Linked DNA regions of Mus musculus: regions 1 and 3 are each linked to region 2. A link is a contact called in public HiChIP or PLAC-seq and promoter capture Hi-C data. All regions are on one chromosome and are shown on one strand. Each heading gives the region's core, a stretch centred on a gene start, on an enhancer-like site or on the middle of the called end of the contact. The rest is flanking DNA. Distances are from core to core; before and after follow the strand shown.

What was found. HiChIP or PLAC-seq counts read pairs in DNA pulled down with a chosen protein or histone mark. Capture Hi-C pulls out chosen DNA fragments and counts their contacts.
Region 1: an H3K4me3 HiChIP or PLAC-seq map of the SCID.adh cell line shows a contact between it and region 2, with 12 read pairs. The contact joins the enhancer-like site here to the promoter of Kansl2 in region 2. A contact is called at or near these places in 6 of 39 promoter capture datasets (3T3-L1-derived adipocytes, the SN4741 cell line, embryonic stem cells and 3 more), 1 of 15 datasets of contacts at CTCF or cohesin (the NIH/3T3 cell line), 3 of 484 Hi-C or Micro-C datasets (the 3T3-L1 cell line, cranial neural crest and olfactory sensory neurons), 5 of 115 datasets of contacts at active chromatin or transcription factors (the SCID.adh cell line, embryonic stem cells, extraembryonic endoderm stem cells and 1 more) and 3 of 9 other capture datasets (adipose tissue, liver and pancreatic islet).
Region 3: a contact with region 2 is called in a promoter capture Hi-C map of liver. The contact joins the promoter of Olfr279 here to the promoter of Kansl2 in region 2. A contact is called at or near these places in 1 of 39 promoter capture datasets (macrophages), 1 of 484 Hi-C or Micro-C datasets (pre-B cells), 2 of 115 datasets of contacts at active chromatin or transcription factors (both in embryonic stem cells) and 3 of 9 other capture datasets (adipose tissue, liver and pancreatic islet).

What each region holds. Positions count from the first base shown.
Region 1 is chr15:98,586,937-98,591,283 of GRCm38.p6, forward strand. 4930415O20Rik (RIKEN cDNA 4930415O20 gene) reads left to right here. Exons shown (of 4, transcript NM_001201322.1): 3 at 1,617-1,761; 4 at 2,476-2,652. The coding sequence ends at 2,524. Adcy6 (adenylate cyclase 6) reads right to left here. Exons shown (of 21, transcript NM_001368413.1): 21 at 3,042-4,347. Among named protein-coding and RNA genes, the nearest start is that of Adcy6, 16 kb to the right of the region's middle. Within about 2 kb of position 2,910, at least 46 of the 459 cell types and tissues checked have an H3K27ac peak or open chromatin away from gene starts, as enhancers often do. A contact at or near this core is called in the SCID.adh cell line, where this site is marked.
Region 2 is chr15:98,532,095-98,536,646 of GRCm38.p6, forward strand. Kansl2 (KAT8 regulatory NSL complex subunit 2) reads right to left here and starts at 2,175. Exons shown (of 10, transcript NM_133714.5): 1 at 1,808-2,175; 2 at 1,424-1,682. The coding sequence starts at 1,674.
Region 3 is chr15:98,494,703-98,499,157 of GRCm38.p6, forward strand. Olfr279 (olfactory receptor 279) reads left to right here and starts at 2,772. Exons shown (of 1, transcript NM_001001807.1): 1 at 2,772-3,704. The coding sequence starts at 2,772. The coding sequence ends at 3,704.

The sequences.
Region 1 (4,347 bases), core at 1,660-4,159, 56 kb after region 2:
TGTGTATATACACCTACACATAATTTTCAGATTGACTTTCACTACATTGCTCAGGCTTAAACTTGTGGTCTGCCTGTTTCAGTCTTCCAAGTAACTGAGATTACAGGCCTCCATAGGTCAGGCCTAAACTAAACTAAAAACTTTTAGAGATCAAAACAGGCAAATATAAGAAAGAGGGCATTTAATTTATTTCTAACAGAAAAAAAAATTAAAGCTTATTAATTAATGGGAAAACAGCTAGGTAAAATGTAACATTTAGTCAAAGGATTAAGAATTTTAAAAAATTCTCAAGATTACAGAGAAAACCAGAAAATATTAGACCATAATTTGATCTTTAAAATATGAAATTTTGCAAGGCCCAGTGGCCCACCCTTTAATCTCCTGGCACTTGGGAAGCAGAGGCAAAACTCCCTATGAGTTTGAGGCCAGCCTGGTCTACATAGTAAGTTCCAGGACAGCCAGGGACATGCAAAGGGGACCCTGTCTCAAACAACAAAAATATATTAATTGACAACATGAGATTATGAAAACCAAAGCAATAGAGGAAGGCAGTCAACATTAAACCTCTGGCTTCCACACACACGCACACAGGAATGAGAGCATGTGCACATGCACACGCAAGCACGCACATGCACACGTGCGCGCGCGCACACACACACACACACACACACACACACACACACACACACACCTTAGTCAGTAAGGTGCTTACACTGCAAGCAGAAGGACCTGAGCTTGATCCTTGGGCTTGGAAGTACACACTCATAACTCTAGAGCCGCAGAGGGGACAGGTGTATCTCTGACGCTGGTTGACTCTGCAACCAACTTGGCCTAATCATGGAGCCCCTGGTCCTAGTGACAGACTTTTCTTGACGGCTCCTCGGGAACCTTTGGCTTCCGTGTATACCTGAATATACACAAGCCTGTATGTAGGTACACTTTCACACACACAAGTACCTTATATAATATTTTGAGCAGCAGGTGCTTGACGATAGCATCTGCACGTGGTTTCTCAAAGTGGGTGGGGTCATTTTTTTTTCCGTTTCAGGGAACTCCTCAGAATGAGCAGATTACGCGTTACTTCAGACAGAAGGGGAACAGTGAGTGAGGGCGATTGAGAAAAGATATTGAGGGAGAAGATAGAGACTTGACGGGCTGGGGGCTGGGGGGACACCTAGGGGGTCCCACCGCTCAGAGGAGACAGAGAAGAGAGATGGGGGGAGGACTGTGGAGCAAAGTGACTGGAGAAGGGCAGTGACCGGGATGTAAAGTGAATAAGTAAAAAAAATTTTTTTTTAATATAATAAAAAATATATTGAATCAATACTCCATTTTGTACACTTCCCAAGTGGGTTTCCACCTGTTTTCCCACAAGTCTTAGAGATGGGCTTACTTAGTACCAGGAAAATCCAAGACTAAACCATGTGACCATGAAGGGTGTGAGATGGTGGAACCCAGAAGTGACCTAGGGTGTGTCAACCACATACCCAGGAGCCTTCCGCACCTGGTCACCTTCCATACCTGGTTACAACAACTTCCTGGACCGTGCTTTTGATCCCAAGACAGAAAAACAAAAGACTCTGGAGGAAATGAACACCTGCCTTTCTTCCCAAAAGTCCCCAATCAGGTCTTCAGAGTCCCTGTGACTGATGCTCAGAACTTCAGCTTCTGGCGGTCCAACATCCCAGGCGTGCGTCCAGAGAAAGCCATTCCTTGGATCAAGACTCCACACCATTGTCTCATTAAAAGCCCAATGACCAGGTGAGGTCTTGGCATCATCTGATGCTGAGGAGGGTCAGGGTGGGAGATCAGCAAAAACTCTCTCCCCACAGTGAACCCGGAGTCTGTTTCAGCTCCATTTAAGTGTCAAGCACCTTTAGTTCCAGCATTGGGGAGGCAAAAGCAAGTGGATCTCTGTGGTCTGTGAGTTCAGAGCCAGTCTGGTTTACAGAGTTCCAGGAGAGCCAGAGCTCAAAAAAGTGTGTGTGTGTGGATGTCAGAGTATAGAAGAGGTTTGAGCCTTATCAAGGAAAGTGGGCCTCAGACCCTGGGGCAGTGTGGTCTCTACATGGTGTAGCTGGATCTGTCTGCTTTGCTTTATGGGTGACACTTTGAATAGGCACAGAATCGATGTCTCTAGCATTCCTGCGGGGTCCTGAGGGTGTTTCCACCCCAACCAGCATCCATTGACAGTAGTCCCTCTCCATCATGCGTGCCCACATGCCCAGAGGCAGTCACAAAGGTCTTTTTTTGGTTTTTGTTTTTGTTCTTTTCTGAGACAGGGTAACCCTGGCTGTCCTGGAACTCACTCTGTAGACCAGGCTGGCCTCGAACTCAGAAATCTGCCTGCCTCTGCCTCCCAAGTACTGGGATTAAATGTGTGTGCCACCACACCCGGCAGTCACAAAGATCTTGTATATCCCTTTCCCTTTATCCTGGCGTGGCTCAATCTGAGACAGTTTCTCTCTTTTTCAGATTTGTGGACCATTCTCATCTCAATGACAAAACCTTCAGTCTTTACTGAGGAGCGCATGCTTGCAGGACAGATGAAAACTGGAAGGGAGGGCGAGGAGGGGGTGAAGATGGCCAAGCCATGAAAGAAGTGGGGAGAGGGGGGAAGAGTGCAGAATAAACAAATTGAACTAAAAGGCACTTTTGCATCCTGGGTGTGAGGAGGCAAGGGAGTTATCCCAAGGCCATGAGTCCTGTGTGAGATTCCTCATGAAGCTAGATCTTGGTGTGAGAGAAGTGAAGGGCTATAATGGCAACACCAGAGGTCTAGACCTAATGCACGGCAGGGGTCAGAGCAAACACCTGGGGTGAGACATTTGCCCTCAGGATGCTGAAAGGCCTAGAGCAGTCATGCTGTCTGAGGAGGCTGCAGCTTTATCCTGACAGGCACAAAACCACAGGAAGCTGTTAGATCACAGATGAGAGAGGCCCAGAGACTCCTGGGAGAGGAGCTTGCTTGCTTTACCAGGGTTTGTCACTTTCTGACCCCCAACCCTGCACCCAAACAGCTGCAGAGAACAGGGCTTTTCTTTTTTTTTTTTTTATACAAAGAGTTTGATTTTATTGATATTTAAATATATTAAATATTTCACTGAAATACATGGTACGTCACCCTCCCCCACTCCGACAGTGGTTACATTATAAAACCAGAGCCCATTGCCTCCCGTGCCCTGACTTCCTCCCCAAATGGTGAGGAGAGTGGCTACGGTAACTCAGAGAGGGACATGACTGGCTGGCACTGTGGTACGGGGAGCCAGGGTGTGGACAAGCCCCTCCCACCTGGCAAGAAGCAGACCCAAAGCCAAGGTCTCCCTGCTTTGGCTTATATACCTCACACCTGCCCCAATGGCGTCTAGTAGTCCCTTCCTATCCAAGGCTAGGATATGGCTCGGGGAGACAGAGGAAATTTTCTGCCTGGACCAGCTGATCTTCCTCTCCTCTGCCTTGGCTAATCAAGCGCCCAGTGGTCCACCGATTGGTACATGGAGATTTCCAGGAAAGCAGTACCAAACCAGAACCCAGGCCTCTGCAGAGAATGGGTGGCAGAAGCTTGAGGAAGGGCCAAAGTACAGCCTGCCCCTTCCGCACCTCCTGAAACTCTCCTCTGCCTTTCCTGCCCACGTCTAAGATCATCAGTCGACATGGAGGCGTAATGCCTCTGGCTTAACTAGATGCAGACAGAGAAACCAAGGCACCAGCTAACTCAGACCAGAGTCAGGGAGGCTGCAAGGGTCAGAGGCAGGCAAGGGCAGGCGAGGACAGAGTACAACCCTTGCAGGCTTCGTGAAGATTGGGAGCCGGGGCTAGAGTCTAGCCATGGTAGATTCAGGCCGAAGGCTTGGGGCAGCCCAGTTCCAAGTTCCTAGGTTCCCATCCCCTAGTACCAACATCGGGGTCCTCAGAGAGGGATCCCACACTACCCCAGTCAGAAAGCACACCATGCCCCCAAGAGACAAGCCCAGGAACCCAGGAAATGCCTGCACCTCTACCCACAAACCTCCAACAGTTCAAGTTCCAAGGAACACTAGAGATTAAGCAGGTGCTTGGGTCCCTGCCCTAGGCAGGGGGACAGTCATAGTGCAGATATGTGGCCCCCAAATGGCACTTAGGGATTTGGCACAAAAAAGGACTCCTCTCCCCAGACCGTTATCATTTTACTACCAAACACCACCCAACCTCCTGTGCAACCTGGGTATTACTCTCCATCCCTTGGCACAGGAAACTTGGCCTTAACGCCAGAAGACAGAGGCCCACGGGAGAGAGGCAGTCCCCGGTGAAGAGCTGAGGAACTGGAGCATGAGGACACATGGAGACCTCAAAGACAGACAGACAGAC
Region 2 (4,552 bases), core at 925-3,424:
AACCCTGTCTCAAAAAAACATAAGTAAGTAAATAAATAAATACCACACACACACACACAAAAAAAGTTAGCAGTATCTCACAGAAAATCAGAGCTGCTTTTATTTTTCAAAATTATTTCTGGAAACACATTTTACTATCAATCCACTACAGGCACACACGCTTCAAATCTAGAACTAGCTGTTTACAAATTACCTAGTAAAGCCATATTTTTGCACAAATTAAATACATATATGATTAAAAAAAAAACTATGATGCCCCTTCCAAAACACACACACAGTGTGCCCATTACTTAACAAGGCTTGGCAAGTGAGTCAGCGCTCCAGCATGAAGAATTAACTTAGAGTGCCAATTCAGTGACTCAGCAAACAGAAGGGCCTACCACCAAGGCCAGACAGACCACCTGAGTTCCATCACCCCCCACACAGCAGAAAGCTACCCTCCGACCACGTGTGTGTGGCAGCACGTGAATCCTCATAATAGATGTTTAAGGAAGAAGACTTTAGAGCTGCAATCCCAGAACTCCAGAAGCCGAGGCAGGAGAATTAAGGGTTAAAATCAGTCTGACCATAATCAGAACTCAAAACCTTAATTTTTCCAGCAAGCGATTAACTAAATATCTCTCCCTCAAATGGCCTTCCAGTTCTCATTATTGGCGGGGTGGGGTGGGAGGGTTGAGACAGGGTTCTGTTTAGCCCTGGCAATTCTGGAATTCAATGCTTTTACTAGGCTGGCCTGAACTCCCAAGTGCCAGGATTAAAGGCCTGCACCACTGCTGCCAGCATCATCACCTCTGAGCATTTGAGTGTTTTGACCTGCCTCCCAAAGAGTGAATATCCTTAATACCTTTTTTACAAACACACGACCTAAAACTCCGCAGATACGACCAACTCTACACATCATGTTCCCCTTTGCACTTTAAAACTGAAGGCAGGGGACAAGCATGTGGCACCAACATTCTCCCACTCCAGTTCCAGGAGACCCAACGCCCTCCCCTCAAGCATGAACGTGGTACACCAACACACATGCAGGCAAACACCCATACACATGAAAGTTCTTTAAAAAACCATAAAGGGTTGCCAAAACTGTTCCAAGCAAGGGCGAGACTGTCTCAAAAGAGGAGCCGGGGGTGGGGGAGTCTGTGACTCTGCAAGCCTAGCTTAACCTTCTGTCTGTCCTTCCGTACCAGGAGGTACTAAAACCGACTCCAGCAAATTGGCCTCTGACCTCCCCACGTGTCCCTAACCACACAAAACAAACTACCAACGGGAAATAAATGCTTCGAAATGTAATAAAAGTCTAACGGTAGGAGGTTTGGGCGTTGAAGCAGGCTCGGTGATACAACCTGTGCTTGGCGTGCATTGAAAAGTAAGAACGACTCTCGGAGCCCGAAGGCACCCATATAACCCACGCCTCTCCACGTACCCATCTTTCTTCTCGGGCTTTGGGGCAGCACTGGGGCACCTTTTTCCATTCTTCGTCGAGACGTAACTACATTGTTTGAAGGGTGCATTCTTGTCTTCAAGAATGTGCTTAATGCAGAACTCCTGCCCCTCCAGCCGCGGCTGAGAGCACGGGCGGTGAGTGAACGAACAGGAAAGGGGCTCCTGCGACCTGGGCACTGGGGTGATCCTCCCCCGATTCGTTGGCAAGACGTGAATCCGAATCCTGTTCATGCCAAAACCTGCGGGGAGGGCGGTCACACGACAGATCGAAACGGCCTTAGCCCGGCCACGAGTCCTGGTTGCGTGCTCCCGCGGCCGCCCTCCAGCCTCCCGTCACCGACCCGCCCGCCGCCCGGGCCCCTACCACGTTGGCCGAATCTCCGCAGCAGCAGACCGGAAGCGCGGCGCCTGTCCCACGCGGCACCACTGCAACGGCGCGGCACGCCCCGCCCCCACGCCCCGGCTCGCCGCCTTTGTCCCTGGCCGCCTCAGCGCTCACAGCCCCGACCCGAGCGCCTTGGCCGTCGTCCTACAAGCGCCATCTTGTCCCACGGCTCCCGGCACCGGAGAACCTGGCTCCCCGAAAGCCTAGCAACCAGAGAGGCTCCAACGCTGCAGGAGACGACGTGCCGCGCTGAGCTGACAGAGAAGGCGAGCAGCGCCTAACAGCAAAGGAGAAGCGCCCGGCACGGCGCCATCTTACCTCCCCCACCGCGCGGCACCGCGCAGCTTGCCCTCTGGCTGCTCCGCCTGCTCGGAACGCGACCCTAGACGCTGATTGGTTGCTGCGCTGAGGGTGCTGTGCTCCTATTGGTCAGAACTAACACTAGCCTGTGGAGGGCGGGACAGTGAGAGACTCCACAACGGGAGTGGCTGAAGTGAAGTGTCTGTCAGAAACTCGGCCGGTGAGTGGGCCGTCGGAAAGGCGGGCCACCGCCAGTCGCCGGATTCGGATATTTTTCCATCTGAAGGGTTCGTCTTCTGGTGGCAGTAGTCTCCAGTCTTCTCGGGCAGCTACTTCTTTACCGTCCCTACACAGCAGAAGAGTAGACATTGGGGTGGCTGGAGAAATGGCACCGACTGCTCTTCTAGAGATCCTGAGTTCAATTCCCAGCAACCACATGGTGGCTCACAACCAACTCTAACGGGATCCGATGCCCTCTTCTGCAGTGTCAGAAGACAGGGACAGTGTACTCATATGAATAAATCTTAAAAAAAAGAAAAGAAAAAAAGTGGACGGTGGCTGACCGTGTTTTCTGTTTACACATGAAAAGGTTTTATTAGTTTTCTATGGTGACCAACCAGTTCATTTAATTTTTTTTTCTTGGTCATTTCATGTAAACACTCGAACTCTTTCTATCTCATGAATCATATATATGTACTAATTAATTTTTGTAGAGCAGCCCTAAGAGGTAGACATTATTTTTTAGGTAGACATTATTTACAGATAAAGTGATGGAAAATCAAAATGACTTCTGGCATAGCGCATGCTTCTCAACGCCCTGCCGAATAGTGTATTATAGAAACAGGCTATTCCGTTTTCACGATTCTTTAAAGATTCCAACCACACCTATAGAAATCCGATGGCTCTCTGCCTTATTCTCTTCTTCTTCTCCCCCCCCCCCCGCCCCCCTTTGGAGACAGGGTTTCTCTGTGCAGCCCTGGCTGGCCTCGAACTCAGAAATCCGCCTGCCTCTGCCTCCCAACTTATTCTCTTAAGAGAGTATCTCCCACTTGGTAGTGGTGGCAGACTCCTTTAACCCCAGCACTGGGGGGGGGGGGGGGGGGGGGAAGAGTAGAAGCAGGCAGATCTCCGAGTTCGAGGCTAACTTGGTTTACAAAGCCAGTTCCAGGACAGCCAGGGCTGCACAGAGAAACCGTGTCTCAAAAACAAAAGATGAAAAAGCCACCAGGTACGGTTACGGTAGGTAGCACACACCAGTAATCTGAACACTGTGGAGAGAGGCAAGGGGGTCTCTGTGGTCAAAGACAGGATCTGGACTTGTCTCACTGAACCTGGAGTGCACCATTTTTAAAAACTTATTTGTGCCCGGCATGGTGGCGCACATGCCTTTAATCCCAGCACTCGGGAGGCAGAGGCAGGCAGATTTCTGAGTTCGAGGCCAGCCTGGTCTACAGAGTGAGTTCCAGGACTCTGAGTAGCCAGGGCTACACAGAGAAACCTTGTCTCAAAAAAACAAGGGAAAAAAAAGAGTTACAGTGGTTTGGTGTCTCTTCACACCAATAAGAATTCAGGTACATGCGTACATGATGTAAACTCTCCCATTTAAAAATAAGAAAAATGTTCACCAGCTACTGTTCCTATTGCTGTGCCTAAGACATGATCTCCTTATACAGCCATCTTGCCTCAAATAGCTACTCTCCTGCCTCAGCTTCTTTTTTTTTTTTTTTCCGAGACAGGGTTTCTCTGTATAGCCCTGGCTGTCCTGGAACTCACTTTGTAGACCAGGCTGGCCTCGAACCCAGAAATCTGCCTGCCTCTACCTCCCAAGTACTGGGATCAAAGGTGTGTGCCACCACGGCCTGGCTCTGCCTCAGCTTCTTTAGTGCTGGGTGGAGGGAAGCTGGAGACAGGTGGATCCTGAAGCCTGCTGGTCAGCCGAGCTAGACTGCCAACTCCAGCAAGTGTGTTGTCAGTCCCAGATCTCTACTCTCTTGAATTTTGTCTGGTTAGGAATCTCTCCACAGCAAACTGACACTCAAGCTTACAGGTGACTTTTTCACTTTGTTAATTCAAATGAAGCCTCTAGGCTCTGTCTTATAAGACTATTGTGTAATATCTAACACATTGAATCTCTTCCCTGTCCAGAGAGATGCCCCCAGACTGGCCTCAAAGTCATGGTAATCCTTCTGCCTCAGCTTCCAACTGCTGGAATTATAAGCAGGAGCTACCCTGTCCAGCAACTTGTGTGTATGTGTGGGCACACTCACAGGTGAGCTTGCCTTTGCTTGTCACTATGGAGACCAGATGTCATTAGATTTCTAGTGTCCTCTGTTTCTGGAGCTTGCGGTCTAGCTGGTTAACCAGCAAGCTTCCAGGACCCAACTGTCACCAGCACTTAACCCACTGAGCCTTCTTTCCTAAAAA
Region 3 (4,455 bases), core at 1,522-4,021, 37 kb before region 2:
CTTCTGACCTCAATGAGCACTAGGCACACACAAGGCAAATATACATACATACATACAAAATAATCAGGCGCATATATAAAAACTTTTGAAACAGCAACACTAAAAATATAATGATCTCACCGAGGACCAGCATTCACTAGCTGGTAAAGGCATTAGTAACTCTATCTAGAGCAGTGCTTCTCAGCCTTTCTGACACTGCCCCCCCCCACCCTTTAATTCCTCATGTTGTGCTGACCCCCAACCATAAAATTATTTTTGTTGCTACTTCCAAACTGTAATTTTGCTACTGCCGTGGATTGTAATGTAAACATCGGTGCGTGCTGATGGTCTTCAGTGACTCCCGTGAAAGGGTTGTTCAACCTGAACCACAGCTTGAGAACCACCAACATAAAGCGTTAGTTCAGGGTACAGACTTGCGAAGTTGTGATCAGTTCTCCGGCTGGCCCGTTTTCCCAGTCTGCTCCAACTCTCTGGCACATCAAGTGTCCTATTCAAGTCCCTTCCTGGATCCTTTAGAAGCCGTTACTACATAGAAGGTAAAACAAGAAATATGTTCCACTACATAGAAAAGCGTCCCATGTTGCTCCGTCTCTTTACTGTGGTGAGATTTGCATGTGCACAATGTAAGGCAACTGCGCAAAAGACAGAATGGGGCAGGCACCCAAAAGCCATGGGCTCTTGCTGCCATCTGTTTTTGTTTTTTTTTTAAAGATTTATTTATTTATTATATGTAAGTACACTGTAGCTGTTTTCAGACACTCCAGAAGAGGGCGTCAGATCTCGTTACGGATGGTTGTGAGCCACCATGTGGTTGCTGGGATTTGAACTCCGGACCTTCAGAAGAGCAGTCAGTGCTCTTACTCACTGAGCCATCTCATCAGCCCTGCCATCTGTTTTTAACTTCAAAATTGTTCAGCCCATATCAAATTGGATTTGCTAGTTTCCTCCCCCCACCTCTGTCTGTCTGTCTGTCTCTTTGGCTTTTGTCTCTATTCTCAATCTTAGTTCCGTCTCCCACTTTGAGTGGCAGAATTCCAATATTTCCTTAGTTAGAAGAGGTCCTTTACGACCCATTTAAATGCCTTTTTCTACCAGGCATAGAGGCTTGGTGCTTGTAATCCCAGCATTTGAGAAGCTAAGACAGAAGAATCCCAAGAAATCTGGAGCCAGCCTGAGTCACATGGTCAGTTCTGGGCCAGCCTGAGCTACAGTGTGATGCTTAGACTCAAATGATCACCTTCTCTCTGACTCAAGGATTGGTTGTTACAGGCTACAGTTTCCCCGGGCCGTTCGTCAGAATCTCGCCTAGAGAAACTGTTTGTCCGCGTGCTTATTATTCCTTCCACCGAAGCGCATCAAAAGTCCGCCTTGCACTTGGTGTTAGTTCTGCAACAAGAACATAAACACCAGGGTTTTATATAATACAAGACACCAGGACCGAGATCTCTAAAGCACTCGGAGATGGGTGAGATAAACGTAGCGATTGGCCAGCGTGAGGATTATATAAAGCAGAGGAATCAAAAAAGAAAAAGAAAATAAAACTCTCCAGATTCTGACCGGAGCCTGAGCAAAGTTTGTCACCAGCCTTGTTGGGCATTGCCAAACCACCTGTCCAGGAAAACAAATAACTTCCGAGAGGAGCAGGTTCTAGACTAACTCGGACCTAACTGCACCTCGCAGGGTAGATGCTCTGGTTTTCCAAGTCTTTCTTCCTTCCTTCCTTCCTTCCTTTCTTTCTTCTTTCTTCTTTCTTTCTTTCTTTCTTTCTTTCTTTCTTTCTTCCTTTCTTTTTCTTTCTTTCTTTCTTTTTCTTTCTTTCTTTCATTTGTGTGTGTGTGTGTGTGGTGTGTGTGTGTGTGTGGTATGTGTGTGTGTGATGTGTGTGTAGTGTGTGTGTGGTGTGTGTGTGTGGTGTGGGTGTGTGTGGTGTGTGTGTGTGTATGGCGTGTGTGTGTGTGTGTATGGTGTATGTGTAGTGTGTGTGGTGTGTGTGTGTGGTGTGTGTGTGTAGTGTATGTGTGTGGTGTGGTGTGTGTGTGGTGTGTGTGTGTGTATGGTGTGTGTGTGTATGGTGTATGTGTGGTGTGTGTGGTGTATGTGTGTGGTGTGTGTGTGTGTATATGGTGTGTGTGTGGTGTGGTGTGTGTGTGTGTATGGTGTGTGTGTGGTGTGGTGTGTGTGTGTGTGTGTATAGTGTGTGTGTGTGTGTGTGTGTGGTGTGTGGTGTGTGTGTGGTGTGGTGTGTGTGTGGTGTGGTGTGTGTGTGTGTATAGTGTGTGTGTGTGTGTGTGTGGTGTGGTGTGTGTGTGGTGTGTGTGTGTGTGTATGGTGTGTGTGTGTGTATGGTGTATGTGTGGTGTGTGTGGTGTATGTGTGTGGTGTGTGTGTGTGTGTGTGTGTGTATGGTGTGTGTGTGGTGTGTGTGTGGGGGTGTGTGTGTGTGTGGTGTGTGGTGTGTGTGTGGTGTGTGTGTGTGTGGTGTGTGTGTGTGTGTGTGTCCATCCCCCACCATCCCCCAAAAACGATGCTTGGGAGAAAGCACTATAGAACAGGGTATTATGCAGGAGATGTGGACCCAAGCAAATGGACTCAAACCATAATTCCATCAGAGTCATGTTGGGTATTGGTCCCTCTTAAACTAACAGGAGACGGTAAAGCCTGTCTCTGACACTTGCTAAGATATTGTAAACAGCGAGCCAAGCATCGAGTGTGGTCCTAGTAGACTTTTGCTCACTAATGGCCGCCTCCCTCTCTTCTGGGCTCAGATCTCCATGAGTGGTGTGAGTGAGAACCAGACCACCTGGCTGACCCTCGTGGGCTTCGGGAAGCTGAAACACCTGGGCTTCCTCCCCTTTGCCCTCTTTCTAGCCATCTATGTGGCAACGGTTGGTGGCAATATCCTCATCGTGCTTGCTGTGGCCTCCAGTCGGACCCTCCACACACCGATGTACTTCTTCCTCTGCCATTTCTCCCTGCTGGAGATCGGCTACACATCCAACATCGTGCCTCGGCTGTTACAGAGCTTCCTGGAAGGTGGGGACCTCATCTCCTTGGTCGGCTGCCTCGCCCAGTTCTACGTGTTTGCCTCTCTGGCTGCAGCCGAGTGTCTCATGCTCTCGGCCATGTCCTATGACCGTTACTTGGCCATTTGCCACCCCCTTCATTACCCGGTCCTCATGAGCACCTGGTGCTGTGTCCGCCTAGCCACGGGGGCCTGGTTCAGTGGCTTCTTCTTCTCTGCCTTCACTCTGGCCTTGGCAGCCCCTCTGTCCCTCTGTCCCGGCCGCAGGGTGATTGATCACTACTTCTGTGACTTCGCTCCGGTGGTAGGGCTGTTCTGTGGAGAGGTGTGGGTCATGTGGGGGGCTGGCGTGAGCATCTCGGGCTGCCTCACACTCGCCCCCTTCCTGTTGATCGTCGCGTCCTACGTCTTCATCCTGCGGGCTGTGCTGAGAATCCCTTCCAGCCACGGGAGGCAGAAAGCCTTCTCCACCTGCTCCTCCCACCTCAGTGTGGTCGCGGTATTCTACGGCACTCTCATCGTGGTCTATGTGGCCCCGACAGAGCACATGCCCGCCTTGCTCCGGAAGGCCTTCTCTGTCTTCTACACAGTGCTTACCCCCATGTTCAACCCCATCATCTACAGTCTCAAGAATCAAGAGGTCAAATGGGCTCTCCGTAGGCTCTGCAGGCAGCTCCTCTGAGGACGTGCCCCCGCTGAGGTGGACACGGTCAGCTTTTAACTTCTTCTTTGATTTTTTTTTTTTTTTTTTACCTTAGCCCCTTCCTCCAAAATCAGATGGAGAAAGAAGGCCCTGGTGTTGAAAAGACAAGACAATAGATTGAAAGCAAATTCCTAACCACAGGAGGGATCTTCAGTTTTCCATTGCGATTTGGGTAAAGATCGCATGCCTCAAACAGGGAGGGCCTAAGCACTTTGGACATTTCATAAACATTCATTTTGAATGAATGAATACTAAAATGAATGCAGGAAGGAGCTGGGTGGCAGCCCCATGGGAAATATTTACAGTTTCTTTATTATTTTGTTTATATATGGATGTTTTGCCTGTATGTGTGCGCGCGCGCGTGCGTGCATGCGTGTGTGTGTGTGTGTGTGTGTGTGTGTGTGTGTGTGCGCGCGCGCGCGCGTGTGTGTCTGTCTGTGTCTGTGCACAACACCCATGCCTCTTGCCTGGCACCATGGAGACCAGAAGAGAGTGCAAATTCCTTAGAACTTGATTTCTAGACAGCTGTGAGCTGCCATTGTGAGACCAAACCAAGTAAAATAGACCTTGCAGGCTAAAGGTTCTGTTTGCAGTTAAGACCGTTAAGAATAAATCACTAACCAGGTGGTGGTGGTGACACACATCTTTTATCCCAGAACTCAGCAGGCAGAGGCAGGTGGATCTCTGTGAGTTCCAGGCCAACCTGGTCTACAGAGCTAGTTCCAGGACA